Regions from separate parts of the Sus scrofa genome. Here regions 1 and 2 are each linked to region 3. The links are chromatin contacts, called in public HiChIP or PLAC-seq and promoter capture Hi-C maps. All regions are on one chromosome and are shown on one strand. Each heading gives the region's core, a stretch centred on a gene start, on an enhancer-like site or on the middle of the called end of the contact. The rest is flanking DNA. Distances are from core to core; before and after follow the strand shown. Region 1 holds the start of ZBTB8A (zinc finger and BTB domain-containing protein 8A). Region 2 holds the start of LOC106510645 (myotubularin-related protein 9). Region 3 holds the start of BSDC1 (BSD domain-containing protein 1).

What was found. Promoter capture Hi-C pulls out the DNA fragments that hold promoters and counts their contacts. HiChIP or PLAC-seq counts read pairs in DNA pulled down with a chosen protein or histone mark.
Region 1: a contact with region 3 is called in a promoter capture Hi-C map of liver, with 2.1 times the contacts expected there. The contact joins the promoter of ZBTB8A here to the promoter of BSDC1 in region 3. A contact is called at or near these places in 1 of 5 promoter capture datasets (liver) and 2 of 47 Hi-C or Micro-C datasets (embryonic fibroblasts and epiblast stem cells).
Region 2: a contact with region 3 is called in an H3K27ac HiChIP or PLAC-seq map of alveolar macrophages. The contact joins the promoter of LOC106510645 here to the promoter of BSDC1 in region 3. A contact is called at or near these places in 1 of 5 promoter capture datasets (liver), 2 of 47 Hi-C or Micro-C datasets (embryonic fibroblasts and skeletal muscle) and 2 of 2 datasets of contacts at active chromatin or transcription factors (alveolar macrophages and skeletal muscle).

What each region holds. Positions count from the first base shown.
Region 1 is chr6:88,920,614-88,923,614 of Sscrofa11.1, reverse strand. ZBTB8A (zinc finger and BTB domain-containing protein 8A) reads right to left here and starts at 1,369. Exons shown (of 5, transcript XM_003356289.4): 1 at 410-1,369.
Region 2 is chr6:88,711,586-88,714,389 of Sscrofa11.1, reverse strand. LOC106510645 (myotubularin-related protein 9) reads left to right here and starts at 1,542. Exons shown (of 11, transcript XM_021095804.1): 1 at 1,542-1,730; 2 at 1,882-2,201; 3 at 2,382-2,490; 4 at 2,708-2,804. The coding sequence starts at 2,017.
Region 3 is chr6:88,837,554-88,840,498 of Sscrofa11.1, reverse strand. BSDC1 (BSD domain-containing protein 1) reads left to right here and starts at 1,291. Exons shown (of 12, transcript XM_005665183.3): 1 at 1,291-1,648; 2 at 1,955-2,015.

The sequences.
Region 1 (3,001 bases), core at 120-2,619, 83 kb before region 3:
GGGCCGGGCGGTTGGATGGGCGCCGGAGAGGCGGCCGCGCAGTCCGGGGACCGGTGCGCCCCGCCGCCGCCCGCCTCTCCCCCGCTGGCCGCCGCCCGGAGGCCGGGTCCTGGGCGCCGGCTGCCCGCGCCTCCTTTGTGACCGTCTCCAGCCCCTCGGAGCCGGCGCGCCACCGCCGCTGTGCCCGGGGCTGCAAATGGCGCCCGCTCGCCTCTGCGCCTCCCGCCGCTCTCTGGACCGGGAACGTCTGGGGGCGCCGCGCCGGGGCCGCATCCCGCTGTCGCCGCCGCCGCTGCCGCCCGGGGACCAGAGCCCGCGGCGCCTTCGCCCGCAGCTAGGCTCGTGGGCCCGTCCCGGGCAGCCCCGACGCCCCGCCCGCCCTTCGCCCGCGTCGCGCGCAGCCACTTACCGCGGGCCGCGGCGCACCGGCGGGGCGCGCGCGCGGGCTGGGGGAAGATTCCCGGTTCCCGGCAGGGGAAATACCCCCTTTTGAAGCCGTTCCTTTGCGCCCTAAAACAAGTAGCCCCAACGTGAGAGAAACAAAAGGTATTTGCTGACGTGGGCGTTGGACAGAAACGCCCGAGGGCTGGGGACACAATTAAAGGGGCAACGCACAGATTTCAGGCACCAACCAGCAGCTTCGCCCACTCCCCCTGCCCTTGCCTACACCCTGCTGCACCCTCCGGAGGCAATGGAGTGCCCAGATCCCCTAGCACTTGACTACAGAATCATTATTTAGTAAGGAGCTTAAATTTTAAATTGTACTTTACGTTGGGAAAGGCGCCTCCGGGAGGGCAGAAGGGCTGGATTTCTAGGATCTGGGGAATTTGGTTTAGGAAAGAGGGAGGGACTTAGGCGTGCCCACAATTACTGTATAAGTGCATGTGACATTATTGTACTTAAGTTTAGCAACGTCAAATGGAAGAGATCTGCACAGAATTTTTCCCTTTTTGAAGAACTCGTTTTAGTCAAGGGTAATCTTTTCTAAACCTCTGCAAGTCACAAGAATTTTCTTTGAAGAGGATAACCCAAGAAGCTGAGATAAGAAAAAATAATCCTTGGTCAAGTTCAGAGAAAATATAAAACTAGTAAGAATAGGAGGTTTTGTGTTGTCAAATACTAACATTGATGATACATCCCTAATGTTTAGAGTACACACGTCAGGTTCTATATCTGCTAACATCATAAATCACTGAATATTCATAGTTAGCAGGCAAACATTAATTCTACAAACTACGTTTTCCAGTTCCTTCTGCTGGGGTCAGGCATTGAATAATACTGTGATATAGCAAAACCGAAAAAAAGACTCAAAATTTTAAAACATTTAGTTTTTGTTGGATTTCTCTCTTTTGTCACACTCAGTCATACTGAACAGAATTTATTACTGTGGTTTCATCAATAGTTAGCTATGTGATTTGAGGATCATAGTCTCTACTAGAAGGATACAAAATATTCACAACTATCTCTTAATGTCACTTCTGTATTACTTGAGTTATTTTGCTATTTAGTTGCACCTTCTCACATTCTGAACAGGTAATTGAAAACATGTTTGAAAACCTGCTAGGTATCAGGAGATTTGGATGTACCCAAACTATTCTGCTAGCATCCCCATTGAGAATTCTCCCCCAAAGACCTGGGCATTGTTATCACAAAGGGTTTTATTTTAGCCTTAATTAATTAAAACATGCAAAAAAGTTCTACAAACTTGTTCCTCAAGAGAGCACATCCTTTGTTGCAAGGAAAAAGTAATGGAAGTTTTTTCCCTCAACTTCCCCCTCCTAGCTTCTGAAACTCAATTTATATGTTTGGCGAACTTCTTATGTTATGAATAATTGGTGGGAGATAGAATCTGCCTTCTGCAGCAGAATCTGGAAATGCCAGTGACTTGCTTTCCCAGAATCCCTTGTGGCTAAGGCAATGGTCATGGGCTACACTTTAATAATCAGAGGCACTTACTGGGGACTTTGATGAGGGAGCTATACCACCAAGAAGCAGGAACCTCTAAGAATCTTTTCTGGCAGTGGTGACTGTTGCAGCAAGATAGTGTCTCCAGGTGCCATAGAGGCAGTGCTGTTAGTGGCAGTATCCGCTGTCCAGCACTAGGGTTATCTGTGGTGCCAGCTGCCAGGTCTCTGCTGAGAGCAGTGTTGGTATCCTTACCAGGCCAGTTCTATGGTATGACTTGCTGTTGTTTCTACCTGGTTAGCATAGGCACCAAACCCTATGCTTTGCTCTTCCCATAATTCTGTAAACTTTTAATACATTCATTTCTGTTTAAATCAGCCAAGGCAAATGAGTCTGTGTCACTAAGAACCCTAGATAGTACAAAATGTTAAAAGGCATTTGGACATATGGCCTGGAACATAATAGATAAAATTATTTGAGGTAAAGTGTTGTCATCAATGTAGCTAGGAATTAAAACCATGGATATAGATAGAGAAAGAGAATATAAAATAAGAAAAGAATAAAGCATAGAACAAGCATCACCAGCTTCATCATCTAGTGGCTTCCTAGAGGAAAGTAAAATTGCAAGAATCTAAGAAGTGACTGGGATAGAAGGAAGAGATGTGGGATAGTGCGGTGTTATGGAAACTAGGAGGGGGGGAGTTTCCATTGTGGCTCAGCAGAAACAAACCCAACTAGTATCCATGAGGATGCAGGTTCGATCCCTGGCCTCGCTCAGTGGGTTAAGGATCCAGTGTTGCCATGAGCTGTGGTATAGGTTGCAGACGCGGCTCGGATCCTGTGTTGTTGTGGCTCTGGCGTAGGCCAGCGGCTACAGCTCCTATTGGACCCCTAGCCTGGGAACTTCCATATGCCGAGGGAGCGGCCCAAGAAATGGCAAAAAGAAAAAAAAAAGAAAGAAAGAAAATGTCTATTGGATTTAACAACTTGGAAATCATTGACTTCAGAGAACATTATTACGCTTGAAAGAAGGGAGCAAAATCCAGATTAGGGGACTACATAGGGATAAAGAAATAGAGGTGGTGAGAATACACAA
Region 2 (2,804 bases), core at 293-2,792, 130 kb after region 3:
GCACCACAGCTCACGGCAACGCCAGATCATTAACCCACTGAGCAAGGGCAGGGATCGAACCCGCAACCTCATGGTTCCTAGTCGGATTCGTTAACCACTGCGCCACGACAGGAACTCATGTGACGTTTCTTAATTGTAGTTTCAGGCGTCAGGATGTCTCTGGTTTAAGATTATCTGGCTAGGGAGTCCATGGCTTCGGGCTGATGAGCTGTTACCTCATCTTGCCCTGGAGAAACAACTGGAGTTTGTCTGTTAATGACGATATCTAGAATAGCAATTTTAGTACATTAGTGATGTTACTGACAACAGCAATTTTAGTCACCTCACTCTGGTTGATTATTCAGTTAGCACAAGATTATGGTCAAAGGGGACAAAAAGGGGATTAAAGTTTGGATAGAGAGAATCATAAACTCAGTAAGAGAACTTGCTTTTATTTTTTTTTAATTTTTATTTTATTTTGTTTGTTTTTTTGTCTTTTTTAGGGCCGCACCCGCGGCATATGGAGGTCCCAGGCTAGGGGTCTAATCGGAGCTGTAGCCACAGCCACAGCAACGCCAGATCCAAGCCGGGTCTGTGATCTACACCACAGCTCATGGCAATACTGGATCCTTAACCCACTGAGCGCGGCCAGGGATCGAACCCACAACCTCATGGTTCCTAGTCGTTGTTAACCACTGAGCCACAACGGGAACTCCGAAAAAATAAAAATCTTAAAAAAAAAAAAAAAGAAATGCAAAAAAAAAAAAGAGAGAGAGAGAGAACTTAGTTTTAGGGGGACTTGGTTTCAGTGATACTACCCTAATTTCTGACAGCATAGATTCGCTTTGCCTTTTTGTATACTTTCCAGTGTTCTCAACTTCAGCATGGATCAGAATTGCCTGGAAAGCTTGTTTAAGCAGATTGCTGGGCCCCATTCCCAGAGCTTCAGATTCAGTGTATGTCAGGTAGGGCCTGATAATTTGCATTTCTGAGGAATTCCCATCCCAGCTGATTTCAGCTGGTCTGGAATTTTACAATTCGTACTCTTTTATGTCTGATTCCTTTCACAGAGTGGTTCCAACTTTATGTTTATATGATGGGGGGGAGGGTCCACCGATGACTTCATTATTTGAAAGAAGGGTCTTGCACACACACAAAAGCCTGAAACCTGGTAGACCAGAAGGCTCGTTAAAGGCAGGGAGACATTTCTTCTTGGTAATCAGCCTTTAACACGGTGTAGGCATCAGTGTTAAAGAAATATAAGAACACTTGGATGGATGGGTCTTCCAGCTTAAGTGCGTCTTTTCCCAGGCTGAAAACTCTGTGAACGGAACTTCCCTCGGCCATCCTTGCGTCTCAACACCCAATGTAAGGCCCAGCTCGGTGCAGAGTCCATTCATGTTTGGTGGAAGGATGGAGAGACGCGGGATGGGGCTTCTGTACCAGAAGTGGCCCCCATAGAGGGCGCCCTCAGGCAGGGACTTCCAGCTGTGGTGGGGGAGGGGCGCCAGCGACACAGCTGCTTGTGTTTAAGGTGGACCAGGGGATTTTCCCCCCACCCTGCCTCCGCCGTAGGGGAGGATGCAGACAGTTCCCCGTTTCACATCTACCCTTTCTACCCCTTCCACCAGGGTACAGGAGAAAGACGGTCTTTTCCTTTATTTTTTGAAATCAGTGGGAGTGCCAGCTCCCCAGAATTAAAAACAACAGCAACACACAAAAATGAGGTCCTCCGGCAACTCAGGCAGGAGGTAAAGGGCTTTACCAAGGTTATTCTCCCCATTTCACAGATGATGAAATTGAGGTTTCCTTAACAGTTTCTACTAGCCCCAGGGTCTCACTAAGAAGTGTTGGCAATGGGGGGGGGGGGTCCTGTGACGCTGTGTGATCTTTTCCTCCAAGGGGCCTCCTTAACAGCTGTCCTGCCGGCGTCGCCAGCTGCCCAGCCAGTTCCTGTCCCTTTCGGAGTCCGCGCTCACCCGCCTGACGCTCCTAGAGTCTGTCCTCCTGTCGGGCCCCAGGCCCTCCGCTGGAGGAATGGAGTTCTCGGAGCTGATACGTACGGGCCAAGCCCAAGCCGAGCTCCTGCGGGGCTCGGAGACGCCCCCGCTGCGCGGCACGCTCTGCGTCACCGGCCACCACCTGCTGCTGTCGCCAGGGGCCCAGGCGACTCCAGATCTGTGGCTGCTGCTGTTGCGTAGTGTCGACTCCATCGAGAAGCGGTGAGAGACGTGGCGGCGACGTCCGGGTAGTTGGGGAGCGCGCGGCTCCGCAGGGAGAGGGGGAAGGGCAAGCGCTGTTGGAGCTGGTGCGCCCCTGCATAACGTGCGACCCTACGAAACTCCCTTCTCCTCCCCTGGTCGGGGGCGGGGGACATTAAGCCTAAACCCGTACATCTCTAGGGTCGAGGGTGACTCCGGCACCATCACGCTGCGCTGTAAGGACCTGCGAGTGTTGCAGCTAGAAATAGAGGGCGTGGAGGCGACGCTGGACATCGCCCGCTCCATCGAGGTCCGCCAAGGGTGCACCAGAGGCCCTTAAGCTACCTATCCCTTAACGAGGGGGTCAGCGGGGGTTATCGCTCAAGGGGACCCAGCATCCAGTGTTATTCTGGAGCAAAGCTAATGGCAAAGAGATGCAGAGGGTTCTGGAGTAGATGGAGAGGCGAGAGCTGCGGTGCGGAGGGCTGGATTCCAACCTTTCCCAGATGCCTTGACTTCCTTCCCAGGCGCTGTCCTCCCTGGAATCAGTCATCACCTCCTTTCCATTCTTCTACCGTCCCAAGAGCTTGAGATTGGGCGATGCCTGGCACTTCCACCCGCCCG
Region 3 (2,945 bases), core at 42-2,541:
CGGGAGGTTTCGGGTATGATCCCTGGCCACTCAGTGCGTTAAGGATCTGGCGTTGCCGGTGAGCTGTGGTGGGTCACAGACGCAGCTCGGATCCTGCATTGCTGTGGCTCTGGCGTAGGGCGGTGGCTACAGCTCTGATTCGACTCTAGCCTGGGAACCTCCATATGTCGCGGGTGCAGCCATAGAAAAGGCAAAAAGACCAAAAAAAAAAAAAAAAAAAAAAAAAAAAGGAAAGAAAAGAAAACAGCGAAGAACCTTGAGGAGATGCCTGTGAGGTAGAAGGAAAGTCAGGAGGTCATGATGTCCTGGAAGCCACGTGAAGAAAATGAACATAAAAGGAAAGAGATCAGTTGCATTAAATAAGATACTATAAAGAGCTGAAAATTGGTCATTGCCCTTGGCACCCTAGCAAAAGTGATTTAAAGTACAGTGGAGAGGTAGAAACCTCACTGAAGTGAGCTCAAGAGAGAATGGAGGCGTTCCCACTGTGGCTCAGTGGGTTAAGGTCCTGACGGCAGCAGCTGCGGTGGCTTTGGAGATTCAGGTTCAATGCCGGGTGCACTGGGTTAAGGATCCACACTGCCGCAGCTGTGGCATAGGTCGCAGCAGTGGCTTGGATTTGATCCCTGGCCCAAGAACATCCATATGCGGCAAGTACGAGTGAAAAAAGAAAAAAGAGAGAATGGAGGAGTTTGTTGCAAAGGGGAACAGGGAAATGATGAGGGTCAAGTTTTTGTTTGCTTACGATGGGGATAATAAAAGTATACATGATGACACAAATAATCCGGTAAAGAGGGGAAAGAGAACGCAATGGGGGAAAATAATTACTAAAGCTACGCCTTCAGACAAGAGGTAATGGGATCCAGTACAAAGTATGAGGATGCAGGTGCAGGCAAGCAAATGAGGCAGCATGGGCAGTGGAAGCCTGCTCTGGAAAGTGTCTCCAGCTCACACACACACACACACACACACCCCACTACACACTCAATCCCCTTCCTCCAGACTGTCTCCGGATTTCTCCAGATCCCATCCAGCTCACGCTATTCTGAGTTAAGTCGCCAAGAACTGAGGTAACTAAATGTGTGTCTCCCCAATATCCTGAGACCGTCTCCCGAGGCTGCATCGAAGTCACTTCTGAATTTTCCTCCAAACACCTCCAAGCCCTGGCCCAGAGCTCCGCAAACTGCGGTTGCTGAATTAGCCCAAAGAGCCCCAGGCAGCTGCTACGCTGCTGGTTTCATAAAGGGGGGCGGTCCTAGCCTTGAGCTTAGGGCCTACGGACATTCGAGCAGCGGCCAGGCTCGCTCCCTTTATTCCTCTACTCCCAGCTCTCTAAGCCCACAGCCAGAGGGCTGATCTTGGTCCAAAGCGGCCACCGTATCGCATGTCCGCTGATATCGATAAAGGTTCTAGGTTGGTGGGGTGGGGCTAACAGTGAGGGGGAGGGGCCTGAAGACGAAAATGGGTGAGGATTGGACCGAGCGGAGTTTAAGTCCGAACTCTGGACGGAGACTAGAGGCAGCTTAAAGAGGCGGAGCCTAGTGAAGGAGCGGGGCGGAGATTGGGCTGAGGGCGGTGTCGGCCTGAGGATTGGGCCCCGCTCTCCGGGGCGGTGCTTGAGGGGGCGGTGCCGTGTCGGAAGTCAAAGGTCAGTAAATAGTGATGATGTCATGCGGGCAAGATGGCGGAAGGGTGAGCCCGTCATCTAGTTCTCGGGCGTTGGGCCCTGAATTCTCCCAGGGTTGGGGTGCTGGGCCAGGGTCCCCGCGGGGAGCTGGAGGCCAGCGTGGGCGTGGACGGAGCTGAAAAGGCGGGGAGTCGCAGAGTGAGGGGGTGGGGAAGCGGCTTTCGAAGCCTCGGTCCGCGGGCCACATCTGAGGGGGAAGCTGAGACCCGATTTTTGCGCGGGCGAAAGTCGCACCGCGGGGCCGCCAGATGTGTCTGTCTTCCACAGGGAGGACGTGGGATGGTGGCGGAGCTGGCTGCAGCAGAGCTACCAGGCAGTCAAGGAGAAGGTAAGCCGGGCCAGCGCCCTTTCTAGGGTAGGGCCCCGCGCCGCCTCACTGCAACCTGGTCCGAGCCACCCCGCCTGACCTGTGTGGCCGCCAAGCCTCTGGGATGAAACCGACTGAGGCCCTACTTTTAGCTCCTGTTGGTCTAAGGGAGAACACAGCCCGACTCAGACCAGTGTCTAACTACCGTGAAATAAAGACAGTCTTAGAGGCTGGAGCGACCGTGTCGTGGAAACCCATGGGAAGGAACTATTTATTTTTGCTTGGAAAGTACACAGCTTCGTAGAAGAGAGAACATTTGATCTAGACCTTGAAGAAAAAGGATTCTAGAAATAGAAGCTTACTCTTATATTCATTCAAATATTAAGAGTCTATGCCACAGCCAGCACTCTCTGACAGGTCCTGAGGATACCGATGTTAGCCAAACAGATGCAGTCCTGGGTCTCCCAAAACTCAGTCCAGTGGGGAGACAGCAATCCCTGTGGGATGAGTGAGACTTGGCTTTGCCAGTGGACAGTGCCCTGTGCATTCCTGTTTCATTCCATGCTAGTTTGTCAAAACCAACCCAACTGAATTCTGGAAAAAGTTAATTACTATTTACCTCAAGCAACTGGGGTGAGTCCTGCTTCAAGGCTGACTCCAGGAGGCTTCCCTCCTACAGCCCAGCAAATCTAAGAATGCCTGAGGTGTTTATGTTGTTGATGAAGACTCAGAGAATTTCAATCTGAGGCGTAATGGAAGAGACCCCAAAGTAGCTTGCTTCTTGTTGAGCAATCTGCTGGAAGGAGTCTGACATTCATTTAGCGAATGTGGTATGAGGGCCTCTTGTGTGTGACTCTCAAGGTTGGTCTTATCATGACTCACAAAAATTAGTAGTTAACTAGCCTTCCATCTTTGTTTTCTTATTTGAATTTAGGGGAGTCGGTGTTGTTT